Linked DNA regions of Mus musculus: all the other regions are linked to region 3. The links are chromatin contacts, called in public Hi-C and HiChIP or PLAC-seq maps. All regions are on one chromosome and are shown on one strand. Each heading gives the region's core, a stretch centred on a gene start, on an enhancer-like site or on the middle of the called end of the contact. The rest is flanking DNA. Distances are from core to core; before and after follow the strand shown.

Region 1 (4,352 bases), core at 744-3,243, 170 kb after region 3:
ATTTTATTCTCTTTTTGTCTGAAACAATAACAAAAGTGTGCTGTCTTTTGAGTAGACAGTATTGTGATACATGCAGCAATTCCAGAGACATAGGTGGCCACCTGTGTCCCTCTGGACAATCAGAAGGATCTCTTCCTCCTCCTCCTCCTCCTCCTCCTCCTCCCTAGCAGTTGGCAAGGTCATACAGAGCAGGGATTATCAGGAAAGCAAGCTCTTCCCACTGAGCTGTATTTATGTATTTGATTTGAGCTTTTCCACCTCATTACACTAATATCTTTCAAACATTCGTGAGCTGTAAATCCATGCTGCCCACTGGAATTTTGAGTCCAGGGCGATGGAATTCTCCACTGCTCCTTTTCCTTCCTTCCTTCCTTCCTTCCTCCCTCCCTCCCTCCCTCCCTCCCTCCCTCCCTCCCTTCCTTCCTTCCTTCCTTTCTTTCTACTTTTAATGCATTCCTATTCGATGGTAGAGAGCAAGGCAAGGAAAATGATAACAAGCTTCAGAAAAATCACCTCTGTCAAAGGTCTAGCACATCCCATAATTAATGCCCGCCTCCAAGGCCTGAGATGCTTCGTAGCGAGGAAGCAGGTGAGTGCTAAACCAGACTCTCTCCAATGAAGTTTCGAAGATGAGTCTCACTGTCCCCTCTGTCTCAGGTGACACATCTGCACTTCTCCAGGGGGGATCTGTGTTGTGAAAACAACTGAGTCACAAAGGAAATTTTAATATTTAGTCTAATGACATTGGGGTAATTCAACAACAAGAGAAATACAAAATTACATTGCATGACCAGACAGAAAAAGATCTGGTAGGTGTTTTCTGGCCAGTGGCCAGGTAAACGCTGATTATATAAGCAAGTCCTTGACCTAATACCCTACAGGATGCTAAGGAGCCCAAGAGGCCCACCCTTAGCCTGTTGATCTGACTCCAAGGAGACCCTGTGGCAAACTCCCTGAGCCTTTGACAGTCTCTGCTTACCAAAGAGTTTTGAAGGGCTTCCCTGTGACCTTCATGGCAAAAGAAAGATTAAAAGAAAGTTTTTCCTCTTGAGATAACTGGCAAAGCTCTTACTATAGACATTGCTGCTGCCTTCCGTGATGAGGAGGCCCTGACCTGAGGACCCAGTGAGCCACACGTGGCTATGCAGCCCAGGAGTGCCCACTGACTATGCATTTACAGGCATGCATTTTTCTGGAGCAAGTGGTGCACCAACTCTGTCCAACAGAAATACAGCCCAAGTCACATGCATTTTTTTTTCTAACTCCCGATAGCCACATTTTAAGAAGCAAAAAGGAAACAGGTGGAAATTATTTAATAGCAGTTTAATCTAATATTATTATTGTTTTGATGTGCAAATGATGTAGGGTGTCAGGAAAACATTTTCCTCTATTCTTTGTTACCTATTCTAAATCTGCTGTCTTTTACACGCCCAGCACATCATCATTATTACTAGCCACAGTTCAAGCTTTCCGTAGCCACATGTGCCTAGTGGCCACCAGCCGGGCAGCACAGCCCAAGAAATGTTCCAGAATCCTTACAAGTGCTCTCCTGACTGTGACAGGAGAAAAAGGATAAGATTACCTCAGGTTTTCCCCAAAAGAAAAACAGACTTTAGCCAAGTTACCTAAGGAGACAGCCAGGGATGTTCTTATTCCATAAGTAATAGCGGTTCAAATAGCCTTTATCAACTTTCTAAACACAGTGTCCACTGTCCTCAGCAACTGTTGCTTCTCTGACGAGCTGTTTGTTAAAAAACAACAAGACAACCAACCATGCTGATTTGGTGCTGAAATAAAATTACACCCTCACTTTTATGACAAACCCTGAGACTCATGTGAGAGACTTACACCCCTCACTTCTATGACTAATCCCAAGACTCTTAATGTGACACTTAGCCAAAGAGAATTTACCTCAACCCATAGTTCTTCATCCCTGTGGCTGCCCCGTTCTAAAGCAGTAGAACTCAGAGACAGGAAAGGCGCAGGAAACCGCAGGCCGAGCCACATACCCGGTCTGTGTGGCATTGCCGAGAAAGGATCTCTGAGCTTGTGGCCATCCAGCCTCTATGTGGTGAATGGCGAGCAGCTTTCTCTTCAGCTTTGTCCAAGGTTGAGAGAGGAAAAGAGCCCTGAACTCCCTCAGAGTCACTTTCAGAATGGCTTCCTCCTGCGTGGTTAATCCTTCTAAAGGGCTGCTGCCTCCTAAGAACAGCCTTGGGTCTGGCAGGGCCTTCAAGGTCAGTTCTGGTCACACACCCAAGGGATGGATATAGTATGGAGACAGGAGATGATAAGGTATCAGAGGCAATCAGGCAGTGGTGGCTCACACCTTTGAACCCAGCACTCAGGCAGGTGGATCTCAGTGAGTTTGAGGTCAGCCCGGTCTATGAAGCAAGTTCTGGGACAGCTACAGAGACAAATACTGGGTGGAGGCAGGGGCAGAGGTGGGGAGGAGTACCAGAGGCACCTAGCTATTTCAACATTGTGTGTGACATCCTGGCCATGGAAGCAAGTCTCTCTCCAGAGATTTGTTGTTGTTGTTGTTGTTGTTGTTGTTGTTGTTGTTGTTGCTTTAACATTTTCATCTGTGGGTATTCAAGGGTCTAGCCTGTTAAGAATGGCTGTGCCCAGTGGCCATTTTCTTTACAGCCCAGACATTCCTGGGACTACAACACTTCCAGAACCAAAAGAGAACATCAGTCTGCCTAAGATTCTTGGTGTAAGCTTAGTTGGTGCTGAAGTAGATTGCATAAGCATTTAATGGCATTTAGTTGTCCACTGAATGCATATCCTTGGCTGAACACCATGAAAATTACCAAATAAAAACTTTCAAAAATTTTAGGAAAGATCATCATGCAATCTACAAAGAGAAGGTCCAGTCTCTGCAGTGCTGAGGTACTGAGGCCAGGGAGATGATGTCCTGTAGAAGAAAAAAAAAAAAATTAAATGTATGAGTTGCTCTATCTGCATGTACACCTGCAAGCCAGAAGAGGGCATCAGATCCCAGATACAGATGGTTGTGAGTCCCCAGGTAGTTACTAGGAATTGAACTCAGGACCTCTAGAAGAGCAGTCAGTGCTCTTAACCACTGAGCCATTTCACCAGCCCCCATAGCATTCTTAATTTCCCTTCCCTTCCTTGCACACACACACACACACACACACACACACACACACACACACACACACACACTTTCCCTATCTTACACCCCATTTCCTTAAACCCTGTTCCTTGGTCCCCTCCTAATAGGCCACATTCGCACAAGAGCAGGATTTGCGTGACCTGTTTCTGCCATCTTCCCAGGGTCCTTAACATTTAGCAAGCCATGCTTCTTGGAAAGAACGTACGGCAAAGAGGAGCAGAGGCACTGCCCTTCAAAGACTGGGCTGCCTGATTTCCTGAGCAGTATTTCTGTCCATTTTGGGAGAGGACGGAGGAGCAGGGGTGATGGCTGAATTTCACAAGGGAAACGACCAGTACCCTGAAGGACATCCACAGCAGGCAAGATCCCAGATCAAAGCAGGGTGAGCTAAGGAGAAAGTCTATGTGGAAAACTGCCCCTCCCCTGGGCTCGGAACTTACCAATGAGTCCCAGGGAGAGCAGGTGTTGAAGGGAGTCAATAGTCATGAGTTAAAACGTCTTGATTGTGAAGAAGATTGGGATACTTGGCTCCCAACAGCAGGCCTTTCTCAGGAGGGTCAGACAGTGCTAGTTAAAATCTTGTAGATAGGGAACTATTTTATTCCACTGTGAGCTTCGTGGTGGCATGGTGTTATCATCCCATAACTAATGAAGTGAATGTAGATCCCAGATGTGGACTTTAATTAATTTAATCAGTTCCTTGTTCTGTAAGAGCCTGTCTCACTCACTCACTCTCTCCCTGTCCTATGTCCTTCATAATCAAATGGCTTTTTCTTGAACCTCAGTGCCCAGATCCTCTAAACTGGTGGCATTACAGATGCTCACCCTCACTGCAGAGCTGTTTGCTCTTTAGCCACTTGATATGTGTTCATTGATGAGGGGGAAGAGGAAGAAGAGGAAGAGGAGGAGGAGGAAGAAGAGGAAGAGGAGGAGGGGGGAAGGAGGAGGATGTGGGAGTGTGCTTCTTGTAAGACCTCTAAAGAGGCAGACAGGAAAATCTACAGAGAAAGGAGAGACAGTTGAGTGACCCAAAGTCATTGCTGGGTAGAAATTCTCTGGTGTGCGGTTCTTTGGCCAGCAGTGACCTTGGAGAAAATGTGAGGACCGTGTGTGCTAAATAAACCAAAGACTGATCAACATCCAAATGGACACATGTTCTTCTGTGAACTAGCTGAATTGTCTCCTGATGTTCTCACAAACAAAAGTCAAG
Region 2 (4,546 bases), core at 1,284-3,783, 130 kb after region 3:
GTGAGGAAGGACTTAGCATACTATAGCATGTAGACAAAAACTCCCAGTGATGTGCAAGAAGAACCTTGTAGGTTAGTTGTTGTTGTTTGTGTTTATTTGTTTGTTGTGTGGGGTTGTTGGTTTGATTGGTTGACAGGATTTCTCTGTGTAGTCCTGGCTGTCATGGAACTCTGCTCTGTAGACCAAGCTGGCCTTGAACTCAGAGATCTCCCTACCTTTGACTCCAAAGTGATGGGATTAAAGGCATGAGTCACCACTACCAGGTGTTGTTTTTGTTTTTATTCACAGTAAGCTTCTAGTTTTTGCTATAAGAAAACTGCAGGCCATGGGAGTGAACATCTGACCCAGGCTGCAGTAAGTTTTCTCTGCAGTATGCAAGCAGGGTCTCGTGGTTTTTTCTATCATTGGGCACTTGCTGTTACTATCAGACATCTGGGCAGTAACAGGCTTGCAGAAAGCATAGAAAGGTAGAACATCGCCAGCAGTCCAAAAACATGGAAGCCGTGGGCAGATTTTTAAAGTCTGCAAGAAGAACAGAAATAAAAAGCGGGTCATTCTCCTTGCAGTAGAACAATAGTTTGATTCACCAAAGACAACATATCAACTATTGGACTCTTTAATTTGAAAATGTGTTGCATTCTTGTCACAGACCTCAATTAAGGCCAGGCAACAAATGAAAAAGCATTTATATTCAATGTGGTTAAATACCACTCAAAATGAAATAGATCTAAATACACTGTGGGATAAAAATCCATCCAAAACAAAATGGAAAATTATAGTCTGTAGCCATGTGGTCCATGACCCTCAAGCTTCTTGAGTGAAATAGAATCGGAGTGGGCAGGTCAAAGCAGGCCATTGTTAGATGTCTATCGAAGGCTGTGCAACAAAGGTGTTTAATGTAGGCTTGCAGCAGGGACCTTCTGTTCACAATGAGAGGGGGAAAATGCCTTGTTTCAGAAGCAAGCTTCGGTAAAGGGCAGGTGGGGTCAAAGGATCATGCCTGTGCCAGAAGATTGACAGGCAATGTGAATGTGCCGGGAGGCATTCATATCTCAGCAGAGAAATTGAATGGTGCCTGAAAAACCTTCTCCTAGGCCATCTCCTTCAGATTGGTTTTATTTATTTGGATTTAACAGAAATGGGAAAACAAAATGACACTATAGCTGCCTTAGGGGGAAAATTCTCTGTACAGATTTTCTAGTTTTCTAGCGCCCTCTTCAAATAAATCAGTAAGTGAGCAACCATAACCCCGCTGCTGAACGCATGCTGATTGCTGTTTTCACCAGCTCCGTGATGCTGTCTGACACTTTGGACTCAGTGCTTCATGCTTGGGGTTCAGTGTAGAGGGCCATGGGTGTGGCTCCAAGTTCAATCCCTGGAACAACAAGCAAAAGCAAGCAGATGGGACGATACTGCTGTAAGGCTCAAACAAACAGTCAAATGGAGACCTTGGTATCAAACTAAACTCTCTGTCCTTACATCTGCACAAGCCAGAGAATTGCAGAAAATAAAGAGCTAGTAGCAGCTAACAAATCCATAGCAACAGGCCCCAGCCAGCACTCTTTGAAGCCTATTTCATACAGTTGTTCCCAGCAGTCTTGTGAGGTAAATATTATCTTTCTTTCATTGATTCAAATGTAGAGATCCTGAGAGATGGATGGAATTGACCAGTGTTCATACTCTAGTGACAGGTGTATCTGGAATTCAAAACAAGCCACTGGCTCCTTACATACAGTCAGATGATATATAGGGTGGAGTCAGGGAATGCACCCTGGCTGGCTCACTTCCCATGTAGTATAGTTATTCACCTCTTGCCTCTTCAAGCATCCTAGAAGTTCCACACTTCGCTCAGCTGCATCGGCACTGTCATTCCTACCTCCCTTCCCCTAGGCAAACAGAGCTGATGGCTGTGCTAGGTCCCGCCAGGACCTAGCGGGAAAATGTACGCAGATTGCCACCAAAGATGTCATCAAAGGATCATCTTCAGCTCCCAGAAAAGGGGGAGAAAGTAAACAAAGCATTTACAAAGTCATGAAGTGCCTGGCTTGCAACTGGGGAAGGGGAGTCTCCGTTATCTGTTCTCAGTGCTCCTGATGGCCTAGTTGTTGTCATCTTGCCACAGCAGTCCACACCACGTTCTTTCTCCTTTGACCTCATTTTTAAGTCCTGTGGGTGGGAGTTCAGATGTCCCTTGCTACACTCTACCTGCAGGCCTGATCGTGCCAAAACCTTTGCCTCTTGCTCCCAAGCGCTGGTTGCCGATGTTGGGTTTGCTTTCACTGAGGGAAAAGGTGTCCTAGGAACAAAGGGAAACACAGCTAAACAGTCATCCCCATGTGTTTGGGGACTCCGGAGAGGAGCTAGAGAATGGCGCTGAGGGAGACGACTGTACCTTCCCAAATCCCTCGCGCTCCGGTTGGCATCGCCCCAGGAAATTCTGAAACCTTCCCTTTAATTTTCAAAGGGTTGTTGACTCCACAGTCTGCTTCCTTCCTTCCTTCCCCTTTGAAGCACTCCAAAGGCCTGTGATAATGCTGAGCTTCAGAAGGCTGCCTAAGGACTGTGATCCACTTGCCAGCCTGCTGCAGCCCGCCTCAGCCAGTCCAGGGGGAGAAGGACAGAGACAGGCAGAAGTGTGCGATCTCAGATGCCCAGCACAGTCTGAAAAGCACTTGGCCTGACCAGAAGTGATGCCTTTCAGGCCTTGGAGAAGCAATATGTGTGAGTGGGTGCGGAGACTAACAGAACTTAGCCAACTAAAGTATAAGGTGAAATGGGTTTCCTTTGCTAACTTCCCTTCAACCTTGGTCCACACAGGACCTGTGACAACTTCAGGATGTATTTTTATTTCTGTTTTACTGACCAGTAAAATGTATGGCTTGAGTAGACCACCCCAGTCCACCACTGCCCCTGGGTGAGTATTCCAGCAGACCCAAACATGGACTATTTCCTAACTTGACAATTAAGAGACTCAAAGCCAAATTAAAAGAAAAACTTTGTTTCCTTCTGTGCCCTTTCCATTCCAACTCCTGTACCCCACAATCAATCTGTGTTGATTGCTCTCTAGCGTTGGTCTCTGAATCCTGTGCACACCAGAGTCAGTTGGTAACCAGTGTTTCTTGCGGCCTCTCGTCCTTTCAGGAGTTCCTCTGAGACAGAGTATCAATGCAGGTGCACACATGCCACAGTGTGCGGACATCAGATGTGTGTGGGCTCCCTTTACATTCCTTGAGGCAGGTCTCACAGTGAGCTGCTGCTTTGTGTGACAGGCTAGCTGTCCTGTGAGCTTCAGGAGTTCTATGTCTCCAACTCCAGCTTTCTGTAGGAGCATCAGGATTAAAAAGGTGAGCTACCAAGTCCAGCTTTTTACATGGGCTCAACCTCAGGTCCTCACTGTACACAGCAAGTGTTTGACCCACTGAAGTATCTCCCCAGCCCTTTTCTCCTGCTTCCTTGCTACCAACATCTTTTTGGGAGAAACTAAGACAGGAATAGTCTCACAAAAGAAATGCCTGGGTGTGTTAATACTCTCTGTGGGCTGCATATTTAACCGATGTCTCCTCATTTAAAAAGTCAGTCATTAGATGGAGAATAGACTTACACACATGCCTGCCCCCCCATGTGTATTATGTGCACAAGCACGTGTGTGCCATTCATACTTTCCAAACTGCGTTCACAAGAGGGAAATTATTGCTGACCATAGGAACTGCAGTATTTAAAGTGGCTGTAACACATGAGCTCTAGCTATTGTCACAGGGACCAGCCTGGATCCTCCAGAGACACATGCCTCAAACTAATTATAGAGAAAACTTCCACAGACTTTTTTCGGAGTAAATGTTTCTCTCTGAAATGACTCCCTGTCTCTGATCCAGGGAAAAACTCAACAGACAGCTCTCTAGAGACTCTTCACACTGAAAAGTGTCTTTTTTTGTTTTTTGTTGTTGGTTCCTAGTGACATTCACTTCTGTTTTTGAAGTCCCATGATTTTTTTTAATGACCACTTGATGAACTACTTGTAATTATCATCACTGGAAATGGCCCGAGGCCTGCTCTGACCTCAATTGAACATAAACACAAGAGTCGGGGTTGTAATACGGACTTTCCCAGGGAGCCTGACCTTGAACTCTGGGCATCTAGTCACTTAGAGAGTGCTGGTATGAACATCCATCACATTATAGTTCAGATAGGCAACTCTACTTCACTGCTTTTGAAAAGTAGCCTTTCAGGCTCTGTGTGAGTATAAGATATACTCATGTGCTCAGAAGTAAAGGCACGGAAAATTAAGCAAGCCACTTGTACAACGGGGTTGCCGGTGTGAGTGGCTCTAGCCGCTTTCTCTCTGGCACTAAAACCAGAAATGTCAGAGTAGCTATCCTCCACTACAGAAATCACCCCATGGCTTGATTTCCCTCTGTGTCCATAAGATACACATTTTCTGGGGCCAAGACGAGCACTTTAATTTGTGTGCATGTTCCACTGTGGCACACAAAAGAATCAATCAGCTCGCCTCAGATGAGGGACCCCACGACCAGCCCCTCTCCAGGAA
Region 3 (4,547 bases), core at 1,313-3,812:
TACAAGTTCTGCGTCTGCCATTATCTGGCTATGTGGCTGTGGGTTTGTTAATTGAAAACTAGAGAATTAGTAGCACTTAGCTCTCAGGGCTTTTGGTGCCTTGAATGGAAGTGTTCCCTGTGAGCGCTGTTCCAGCTGACGGTGTGACTTGGGAAGGTAGGAACCTTTAGATGGTAGAGCCTGTCTACAGGAAGTGAGTCATGTGGGACCTGTTTTACAGCCTGTTCCCACTTCCTGTTCACTCTCTGCTCAGTGACTATGGATGCAATGTCACCAGCAAGACTCCCACTCCTGCAGCTATGGCTTCCTCCACATGAAGAAATGATCCCTTCCTTCTCACTGTAACTCAGAATCAACTCTCCCTCCCTTACATTCCTTCATGCTAGGTAATTAATCACGGCAATCATGAAAGTAGCTAACACAGAGATGTAATAGCAGTAGCTTGGTTATGATGAGCTAAATGCTTAGACTCGAGGGTGATATGCAGCAAATGCTTAATGTATGTTTATTAAGGAGAACTATAAAATAGGGAGGAATTCAAAGAAATGCTGAGTCATCTTGGTCTAATGTGATGGCCAAAAATGTATACAAGGTAAAAGGCATTACGATTGACCATTTCACTTCTATATTTAAAGCCCACACTCACCACAAATATGCACACACATGTACACATGGAGTCAACGCAAGCACACAAGCACACACACAGCTAGAATCTACAAATACCTGCAAAGGATTTTGTGAGTCTAAAGCACAGCACAGCAATTTGCAGAGAACAAGATCTAAAAACTCAGTTGGTTCACTAAACTGAAGACCCCATTTTTCCCTCCTTAAGGAACTAAAATAATATCTGTTTCACATCAACATGTTCTTGCATCCTCAAAGTGGGGCAGATGACTTATTTTTATCAAAAACCTTGAGAAAACTAAGCAAGACAGAATGGGGGTGTAACCCAACTACTTGGGGGCTGAGGCAGGAGGCTGGTGTGTTCAAGACCTGACTGAACTAGAGTGAGCACTTAGTGAGACCCCTGTCTCAAAACTTGAAAAACACAAACAACCCTCCCCAAAAAAAACAGTCTTGGAAAGGATTTATACAATTTTCCTACAAATTTATCTTTTTAAGAATTTCACATAATGAAATAACTTTAGCACAAAGATGTTTATGTCTAAGTTTATTAAAAAGTCAACTTTCATAAATCTAGATAGGATGAGGAAGAAGAGTGATTCAAACACAGATGCCTCAGTAGAATTTGAAATACCTAGTCTCTCGAAAGGAATTCTTTCGATTTTGAAATATAGTTTATTCATGCCAATGAAGGTAGAGAGCATATATTTAATTCAAGTTACTTTTTTAAGAAAGTGGAATATGCTATAAATAAATTATTTGTCTAGTGACTCGTATAGTGAAATATTTACTTGCATAAGCTTGTGAATATTTGAGTCATTAAAACTTTTTAAAACATACTTTTAATACCAAATAGAAAGCTATCAGAAAACCCTCGTGACTTTCCCCTGGTTTATCCCCTTTCTTTAAGCATTTTAACAAATTTTAAAATTTCTTCAGTTTTGAAATTTGGCTTATGTATATCCTCTGAAGTAGAGCTTGTTTAATTCAAATCTTTTTTAGTGTAGGTAGCATGTATTCAAATATGTCACTTTGCTAATGGCTCACTTAAAGTATGATAAAATAAGTTAAGCATTGGGTTTTAAGAGAGTGTTATTTCTTCGATGTTTTCATGAGTGATTATCACTGGTCTCTAAGAACAGAGTGCCCAGATTGACAGGCTGCCTTAGGAGAAATCTAAGAATTAATCACGCTTTTCTTTGATATACTGTAATTAATCTTCTCTAATGCAAGTCAGATTTCCTCCTCCTTCTTTTCTTCTTCTTCTTATGAATTTGATGGAATATTTTACATTCATCTATTGTACCTACTTTCCCTAGCTTTTGAAGGATCAGTACATCTTGTTGTATCACTTAGAATGCTTTCAATCATTTCTGCTGGTTCTGTGTAAAGAGACTGTAAGACAAATTGCTTCCATTTGTCTATTCTTACAGATAAAGCTCATGTTTTATCTGTAAGAATAGACAAATTCCAGAGTTCTTCATGTGCAATTGATAGTAAATAGAATTTTTCTTAAAGATGTAGTTTTATTTTTAACTATGGAATGTTAGTTCCTAGATCTGAGGCTACAGGCTACTATGAGCTGACCAGTGTGTGTTAAGAGCCAAACTCAGGTCCCATGCAATTTCTCTTAGCCACTCAGCCATCTGAATGGTCACCTAAAACTGGAATTTTAAGTTGTTGGGATTTTTTAAGCTGCTGCTGCAAAGAAAAAAGAAAAAAGTAGACAATTGTAAACAGAAAGAATTATAAAAACATATAGGAGAATTGGGCCCTGGTAAAAACAATAAACTTCTAAGAAAAACATACAGTCTATTAGAAATGAGTGTGTGTGTGTGTGTGTGTGTGGTTGAAAACAAACCCAAACCATTAGGAAATGAACCAGTTTGATGACTCATTATGTCCAGGAACAGTTTCTTTGGGCATAGCATATTTAGACTTTGCCAAAACCCAAACCACTGAACTGTGTGTCTGAAATAGATAAGTGGATGAGACTTCGAGGCTGGTGATTAGGGTGAGTGACTTGATGATGTGGACAGCTTATTGCTGACCAACAAACCTGAACTGAGAAGGAGAACTGCAGGAAAGGATGGGGACTGCAGAGCAGATTTTGAAACAAGGCTTTGGGGAAAGTTGATTTAAACTGAACAATTGAAAGAACAAGAGGATACAGGGGAGAGAAAGATGCTGGAAACACTGCAAAGAAGCTCAAGGTGAGCCTACTGTCTTATGCAGATGTTGTATGTATTCCTGTTTGCTAAAACTAATAGTTCCTGGCAGGAAGGAAGGGTTTAACACAGCTAGCCAGCCAGATAACCACTCAGTTCATTATGCTTGGATCCTGACAGGCACTGGAAACTCAGTTCCCATAAAGACAAGCTTAATGCTTTCACAACACTGTTTAGCTGTGTGGGGACAGAGAGACTCCAGCAGATGAGAAACCTGTTAGTAACCTATGCTAAGTACGGTATGGTATAGTTGACACTAAGCTAAAGATTTCATTGACAAGATCTTCTTGATCCTCATAACCATCTTGGGAAGTGGTCATCACTGCTTCTTTAAGACAAAGGAAATTGAGTCATGGGGCAGTTTAGTTGCTTGCCAATGTGATATCATGGCTAGATTGAGGAGTGACAGTCTGGCTTCAGACCCATGCCCTTCATTGTATTGTACTCGCTAAAAAGAGCGTGCATGGGACAGGGGAAATGGTTTGGCTGGTGAAGTGTTTAACATGTAAGTACAAGGACTGCAGGACCCACAGTCACAGCTGGGCTCCAGGGCACATTCTTCCAATCCCAGTGCTGACAGGCTAGACACAGCATGATCCCTGGGGCTCACTGGACAGCCAGCCAAGCCTCCAGTGTGAGCTCTAGGCCAGTGAGAGATTCTATCTACCTGGAAGGTATAAGCAGACAGCGTTCTTGGGGAATGGGAGTGGCACTTGTCATCTGGCTTCCTCATGTGCACACAGGCTCCTGCAGTTTTACAATGTGTGTTGCCACACACAAAAGAGAATGTCATGCAGTCATGTGTCATGATGTCAGAGATGGCGTACTTACTGAAGTGTGCTTTCAGAACACTTGATGGGGAAAAAGGAAGAGTCATGGTCCAGGGTGCCTTTCAGTCTTAAGTGCTGCTCAATGTTCTGTTATTTGTCCCCAGAGAGTGGGGTTGCTACTGAAGTTTCTTTTTTCTTTTCCCCACCTCCTTCTGCTTCTCCTTAATAGATTTTCTTCTTTCCTCCTTTGTTTATCTTCCAAATATTTACAATAAATATGTATTAATTTAAGGACAAGATGTATATTGTCTCGGTTTCCTTTAAGGAAACATTTCCTTTATATGGGGAAATAATGCTGATATTTAGTCATCTTAATATAAACGTGTTAAATTAATACATCGGGAACGTATGCGTTTCTTTGGAGACGTGGATTTTCTTATTTTATGCACCTATTGGCCTTTTTAGATAGCTTTCCACTCATCTTTGCTTCCTTCAAAAGAATTTCTTTTCATCTGTCCTGACCACAGTTTCTCCTCCCTCCAGTCTTCCCACCTCCCCATCCTCCCGATCCCCCTCCCCTCCTCAGCAGATCCACTCCTCCTCCATTTCCCCTCAGAAAATGGCAAGCCTCACAAGAACATCCACTGAACATAGCCTAACAAGATACAACAAGACTAGGCACAAACCCTCATATCAAAGCTGGGTGAAGCAGACCATTACTAGGAATAGGGTCCCAAGAGCAGATGAAAGTAAAAACACCCCAGCTACCACTGTTAAGAGTTCCACAAAAACATCAAGCTGAACCATTACATACATGCAGAGGACCTAGCACAGACCCATGCAGGCTCCTTGCTTGCTATTTCAGTCTCTGTGAGACTCTATGAGTCCTGCTTAGCTGATTCTATGCAGCATGTTCTCTTGATGT

What was found. Hi-C and Micro-C count contacts between places; a contact is called where the count stands out from the background. HiChIP or PLAC-seq counts read pairs in DNA pulled down with a chosen protein or histone mark.
Region 1: an H3K4me3 HiChIP or PLAC-seq map of bone marrow-derived macrophages shows a contact between it and region 3, with 7 times the contacts expected there. The contact joins two enhancer-like sites. A contact is called at or near these places in 1 of 15 datasets of contacts at CTCF or cohesin (large pre-B cells), 7 of 484 Hi-C or Micro-C datasets (the Ba/F3 cell line, the HPC-7 cell line, bone marrow-derived macrophages and 3 more), 5 of 115 datasets of contacts at active chromatin or transcription factors (the 230-238 cell line, the HPC-7 cell line, bone marrow-derived macrophages and 2 more) and 2 of 9 other capture datasets (bone marrow-derived macrophages and embryonic stem cells).
Region 2: a Hi-C map of bone marrow-derived macrophages shows a contact between it and region 3, with 39 read pairs. The contact joins two enhancer-like sites. A contact is called at or near these places in 2 of 484 Hi-C or Micro-C datasets (both in bone marrow-derived macrophages), 4 of 115 datasets of contacts at active chromatin or transcription factors (the HPC-7 cell line, embryonic stem cells and fibro-adipogenic progenitors) and 1 of 9 other capture datasets (embryonic stem cells).

What each region holds. Positions count from the first base shown.
Region 1 is chr8:83,084,833-83,089,184 of GRCm38.p6, forward strand. Rnf150 (ring finger protein 150) reads left to right here. Exons shown (of 7, transcript NM_177378.4): 7 at 1-4,352. Among named protein-coding and RNA genes, the nearest start is that of Tbc1d9, 78 kb to the right of the region's middle. Within about 2 kb of position 1,994, at least 47 of the 459 cell types and tissues checked have an H3K27ac peak or open chromatin away from gene starts, as enhancers often do. A contact at or near this core is called in the Ba/F3 cell line, the HPC-7 cell line and bone marrow-derived macrophages, where this site is marked.
Region 2 is chr8:83,044,613-83,049,158 of GRCm38.p6, forward strand. The region is part of intron 6 of Rnf150 (ring finger protein 150); the gene reads left to right. Among named protein-coding and RNA genes, the nearest start is that of Tbc1d9, 120 kb to the right of the region's middle. Within about 2 kb of position 2,534, at least 8 of the 459 cell types and tissues checked have an H3K27ac peak or open chromatin away from gene starts, as enhancers often do. A contact at or near this core is called in bone marrow-derived macrophages, where this site is marked.
Region 3 is chr8:82,914,484-82,919,030 of GRCm38.p6, forward strand. All of the region lies in intron 1 of Rnf150 (ring finger protein 150), which reads left to right. It also overlaps the pseudogene Gm46045. Among named protein-coding and RNA genes, the nearest start is that of Rnf150, 53 kb to the left of the region's middle. Within about 2 kb of position 2,563, at least 58 of the 459 cell types and tissues checked have an H3K27ac peak or open chromatin away from gene starts, as enhancers often do. A contact at or near this core is called in the Ba/F3 cell line, the HPC-7 cell line and bone marrow-derived macrophages, where this site is marked.